Regions from separate parts of the Anser cygnoides genome. Here region 2 is linked to region 1. The links are chromatin contacts, called in public Hi-C maps. All regions are on one chromosome and are shown on one strand. The core of a region is the stretch at or near the end of the contact, and the rest is flanking DNA. Distances in the headings are between cores, read along the strand shown. Region 1 holds the start of SOS2 (SOS Ras/Rho guanine nucleotide exchange factor 2). Region 2 overlaps SOS2 (SOS Ras/Rho guanine nucleotide exchange factor 2).

Region 1 (2,700 bases), core at 117-2,616:
TGCTTTATGCACACTGGGAGCTCCGTGCAACAGTTTTCGGCTAGCCTGCAAATAACGGGCACGCTCTCATCTCATTACCAAAGTGAAAGTGCAAGATGTAAACAAAACAATAACTCAGGCATTTGCTAAAATAGCCCGGGTTTAAAAATCCCCAGCGCCGGTATCAGGGCATTCCATCTTTTAAACAGGATTTTCAAACTGGCTTTCTCCTCGAAACTGGAACAATGATACAATTTTGTTTTGACTCACTGATACTGCACGTTCATAGGAGAAATGCACGTTACGGTACGATTGCTTCACGCTAAAGGGTGGGTACTGCAGACAAGGAACTTTCCCAGGAGGAAAAAGATTATCTATAAGCAATTACGAATTTTTACAGGCAGCCACTGGTATCAAATATTTATTTTTGCTGCTTAGAAAGTAAGATCCTGTCCTATTTCTTTTGCCCCAAATGAAGTATACGATGACAGAATCAGCAAGAGCGGTGTTAATCCAGTGACTTTAACGCTTTTTTTGGTGTTGCACCATAAAAATAAGTTGTAAGGACGTGAAACCCTTTGGGACGAGGCGATGGAGCCCCAGCTCAGGTGGGGAGGAGGTGGTTAGCGCCGAGGGCAGGCTTCGTGCTTTAACCGCTGGCAGCTCAGGAGGAGGCTTCGAGAGGCAAAACCCTACCTCAGGACTCTTCAGGCAGGTGACGAGCGGTTTTTACGCCAGCCACAGGACTACCTGCCTGCCTTTTAACACCGCTGACCGTTAAACAAATTCTGACTGTTATTTTTGAGGGGGGCAGGCACGTCCCCAAGCCTCCCCGGCCCCCCCAGCGATGGGCTGGGGCTGCCCAGCTCTACAAATCACCTCACAAAAGGGGAGAACCCCGCCGGGACGAAGCGGGCGGCTTCCCGCAGCGGGTGTCCCCCACAGGAGGAGGCCGCCTCCCCCCCCCCTTCCCCCGGGGACACCGGCACCAAGCGGCTGAGGGCCGGGGGCCGCGGGGCAGGTGCCACCGCCGGCGGCGGACTGACCTTGCGCAGGGCGGGCACGAAGAGCCCCCGCCATTTCGGGCCGTTCTCCTCGCCGAAGAACTCGTAAGGCTGCGGCGGCGGCTGCATGGCGCCCGCCGGCGGCTCCTCCGCATCGGGCCCGCCCGTCCCCGCCGAGGAGGACGAGGAGGAGGAGGAAGAAGAAGCCGCCGCCGCTCCTCAGCTCCGGGCCGCCGGCGGCTGGCCGCTCACCCCCCCGCCCCGGCGGCCATCACATCCGGCGCGGGAGGGGCCGGGCCCGGGCCGCTCGCCGGGCGCTGACGGGGCGGCGGCTGAGGCGCCCTGGGCCCCGCTCGCTGCGGGCCGCTACCGCCCGCTGCCGCCGCCGCCGCCGCCCTCCGCGCGCATGCGCCGCCGCCGCCATTTTGCGGCCCCCCCCCTCCGCCGCCTCCCGTCAGTAGCGGGCAGCCCGCAGGGGGGCGGCCGGGCTGAGGGGAGCGGGCGCCGCCATCCCGCGGTCCCCTCAGGAGACCCCCTGTGCCTCCCTCGGGGGCTTTCCTCACCCCCCCCCCCGGACTGTCCCCTCCACGGGGTTGCCCTTTCTGAAGGCAGTGTAGTTGAAGTCTTACGTGCCCTTCACGCCCTATGTACCCCTCATGCCTCATGTACCCTCATACCTTATGTACCCCCACCCCCCCTTTTAGGGCTTATCTACAAAGGGAGTTATTCCAAAAGGGATTCATTAAATCAAAATAAAAATTGCCTTTCTGCCAGCGAGAGGGCGACCCCTTGTTAGGGCAGATTTCCCCCGGAGGAGACGGGTGCTTCACTGACAGCTCCCTCTGCTCTGTGGTCTCTCAGCCTTCCCGCTGCATCAGGACAGCCAGGGAAATTTCCAACAAAATAGTTACTTCTGTGGAAAAATGCTGGTTCGTCAACTCCAAACTGTGAGCAAAAAGCAACCCCACTTACGGCTTTGGTGTGGCTGTGGCGAGCCCCCAGGCCGGCAGCAGGCAACCCCAGCACCACACCTCCCTGCTCCGGTGCCCCCTCGCCTACTGTTGCGTCCCCAGCTCTGAGCCCCCAGACCCCATTTTTCAGGATGGTGTGGTCCTGTTCTGGAAACACGAAGTGCCAAAAAGGAGCTCATTTTCCCCAAAGCAGCCACTTAGTAAGCCATGGCATGGGCACTCAAGCACTTCTTCTTTACAACACCTTAAAAAAAAACACTTGTACCACACACTTCCAACATTTAGGACTGACCCTATGGAGGAGCACTTTTAGGGGAAAAAAAATGCAAGTTTATCCCAAACTGTCTTAATGCATTTATTCGGAATTTCAAGAATTACCATTGCACATGTCATTACAGGTCCACGTCAGGCTTAGGACCAGTTCTGCCCACACATACCGATATGAGAAAAAGCTGTGAAGTGGTATAAGTACAGATAAGATACCCCTACTTTAGGAAGACAGGTTCTGCACCCTACCCTCTAAATAAATAAAGTAATTCCTATTAGGTGGAGATACAGCCATCTAAATCTGATGAGAGTTAGCAAATACCAGTGAAACTTTTCTGTAAGTCAGGAGAAATACACAGAACTTACAGCAATTTTAAAAATACGCTATTTTAATCACAATAGTGAAAGGCAAGGTGATTAAGCCATCCCAGTGAGTTGGACCCTTTTAAAAAAATACTTTCATACATTTTCACACTTCA
Region 2 (2,865 bases), core at 220-2,719, 33 kb before region 1:
ACTTTACTGTGAGCCTCAAAGGGTCATCATCTGGCCCTAATCCTTCCATGCCTGCTGCAGACCCCCCACGTGGCTACCAGCGGCAGCAAGCTGCTAGCCTGTGGCCGCAGCGGCTGCCTGAGCTGCTTGGGAGCAAATGAACGGTGAAATACAGGAAAACCAGGCCTAGAGAAATGCTTGTACAGATGTTCACTACAAGCACGGATTTGGGGTTGCCTGCTGCAGACCCCCCACGTGGCTACCAGCGGCAGCAAGCTGCTAGCCTGTGGCCGCAGCGGCTGCCTGAGCTGCTTGGGAGCAAATGAACGGTGAAATACAGGAAAACCAGGCCTAGAGAAATGCTTGTACAGATGTTCACTACAAGCACGGATTTGGGGTTGTTGGGTGTTTCTTTTTACTTACTGTTCTATAAATCATCTAGAATCTGTCAGCGTTAAGTGCAGGCAACTTACACCAGCAGTCATCAACGTGCAGTCAATTAATTTCTTCTAAGAAGCATCCAGAAGATTAGGAGAGATGCTTCTTTAAAGCGGGCTTAAATTCCCTGCAAAGGCTCAACGTTTTTAAGGGAGCCTATTTAGGAATGTGCTTGCAAGCTAGAAGTAATGGTGCTCTCGTTCTGTGCTGCTGAGTTTGCACCCTAGTCCTGGACCGGCCTGTTCTGCCTCTACGTCACATCTACAGTCACTCGTCAGTATTATTTATGGCACTTTTAAAAGAAAAATCTTCCTCTTACCACTGAACAGGCGGGCAGGTTCTCTCTGCTCTGCAGACAAGATCTGCAATTCTCTTAGAATGGGGACTGCTACTCTGCTTTCTGACCTGTGTAGGTGCCTTTATATTATTTTTTTAGACTATTTTTGTAAATAAACACTCTCAACACAATGGAAAATACAAGCAATGCGCTTCTAATAGCGGCTTACAAGCTAAATTCAAGAGATTAACAACTCTGCATCTGCTGTCTCCCATGGTATCCTGGTATCAACTGGCAAGTTCTTTCACACGACGTAAGTTCTACAAACAACCTGTGCTGGAACAAACCTGCTTCAAACAATCTGAAACTAACGCAAACATACAAAAACCGAACAGCTAAAAACGTATTGTTACATAAATACAAAGATAAAGCACCACCAGGATCTGCTAGGAGTCCCTCCGCATGCTGTTAGTTATTGAAATGCCCTTGCGGAGGCAGACGGACAGGGTTTGTTAGTCTTGGCTCCAAACGCTGTTTGGGAAAAAGCACACAGAAACCCGAGAGGACAATGCTTTCACTGAAGATTCCCAAAGCCAAAGCGGCAAGTACTTGTGCTATAAAACCCTCGCAAGTTACACTATCAAACTAATAGTCAGATGCACCAGTTCTTTCCGAAAGAGCGAGATGCCCTAACATGCCACAGAAACCCACCATGTCTTTGAACTGGCTGACGTGGGAGTCACAGATATCATAAGCTATGGGTTACCTGCATGGTAACGAGTAGCTTCAACGCTGAATTTCAGTGTGTGGCCAACGAGAAATTCTGTATCTTCCTTTTCTTTCTTTCTTTAAGATATACAGCTCAAGACAACCTAGCTCTAGTTGTTACAATAGCATGCACGTTTTTAAAGACTCACACCTAAGATCTCTCAAACATTTTCAGCAGTGTTAGTACTTCACATAATTACAAGTTTTCTTTCTGTGGCTTTAAGATAGCGTTTCACAGGGAAGTCTGAAGAATTGATTGGGATTCGCATCCTTTTCTACTGAGGGACTTCAGGAAGTGGCAGGCTAAGGCTTAACAGAAATAACCACCAGCATTTCTCCTCCTCCACGCAGCATGCAACACTGCTGCTTTAGCCACGATGGTCTTGGGAGAAGAATGAAGCAAAGGTTTAACAGAAAGCATCGGTAGCTCCTTAGACCACTAACACATTGTGGGAGGGGGGACTTGCATGCCTGAAGTCTTCTTATAGCTTTGCCAGCAAAGCTATTTTATTTAATAAGATATGGGTTATTTCTGCAAACCTCACTTTACATTTAACTATATGCAGGGGAAAAAAAGAAAGAAAAGGAAAAAAAAGAAAAAAGAAAAAAAGGACTAAATTAATCACCCATACAAGCACCGTCTTAAAAAACACATATAGAGCAAATGTTCAGGGTACCTGCATACATATGGTATGTTAACCTTTCGATTAATTTCACAACCGTTCCTCCTTTGATGATAGGAATTCCATTCCTGCTTTGCAAGTTGTCCTCAAAAACAATGTTATCCTCAGAGTCTTCCACTACAAAACGATACACGCTTGGGCTGGGCAACCTCAGGGGCTGTTCGTTTTCTTCTTGCAGTAACACTGAATCAAGCATCCTATCCAGAGTACTCCGATACTGGAGGGAAATCAGAGCAGCCATCCAATTACTCTTCTCTTCAGCAGACTTGGCAGCAAAGAGTATACTGTTTTCATCTTTAGACACCAGTTCAAAAGCATGTTTATATTCAGATGTGTCATCTTTATCAATAATCTGTATTTTTCTCATGATAATTTTTTCCTTCAGTCTATACTCCGCATTGCTGTAACCGGGCAGCCGTGACTGGCCGTGATTAGTTTTACAGCTGATCATTAAACCATCAAAGAGAAAGATGTGGCGTTCATGTTTGGCTCCTATTTTTGTCAAGGTGCCTTCCATTATGAATTCATTACAGCACTGCCCAATATCTTTGCCTTCCCAGCCATCAATATTTTTCTGGATTTCATTCATTTTCTTGATGGCCAAGTGTTTGCTTCTTATTTGTCGGTTATAGAAGCGACAGACTGGCTCCCTTGAATGAATAAAAGAAAAAGTCACGATGGGCACATTCCATGTTTGCCATCCCAAGAGACCAAAGTAAA

Evidence for each region. Hi-C and Micro-C count contacts between places; a contact is called where the count stands out from the background.
Region 2: a Hi-C map of liver shows a contact between it and region 1, with 4 times the contacts expected there. The contact joins the enhancer-like site here to the promoter of SOS2 in region 1. A contact is called at or near these places in 2 of 7 Hi-C or Micro-C datasets (both in liver).

What each region holds. Positions count from the first base shown.
Region 1 is chr5:64,177,486-64,180,185 of Taihu_goose_T2T_genome, reverse strand. SOS2 (SOS Ras/Rho guanine nucleotide exchange factor 2) reads right to left here and starts at 1,366. Exons shown (of 23, transcript XM_048066031.2): 1 at 1,026-1,366. The coding sequence starts at 1,112. It overlaps L2HGDH (L-2-hydroxyglutarate dehydrogenase), which reads right to left. Exons shown (of 10, transcript XM_048066097.2): 10 at 2,296-2,700.
Region 2 is chr5:64,210,760-64,213,624 of Taihu_goose_T2T_genome, reverse strand. SOS2 (SOS Ras/Rho guanine nucleotide exchange factor 2) reads right to left here. Exons shown (of 23, transcript XM_048066031.2): 10 at 2,140-2,795. Among named protein-coding and RNA genes, the nearest start is that of VCPKMT, 24 kb to the left of the region's middle. Within about 2 kb of position 1,469, at least 1 of the 3 cell types and tissues checked has open chromatin away from gene starts, as enhancers often do. A contact at or near this core is called in liver, where this site is marked.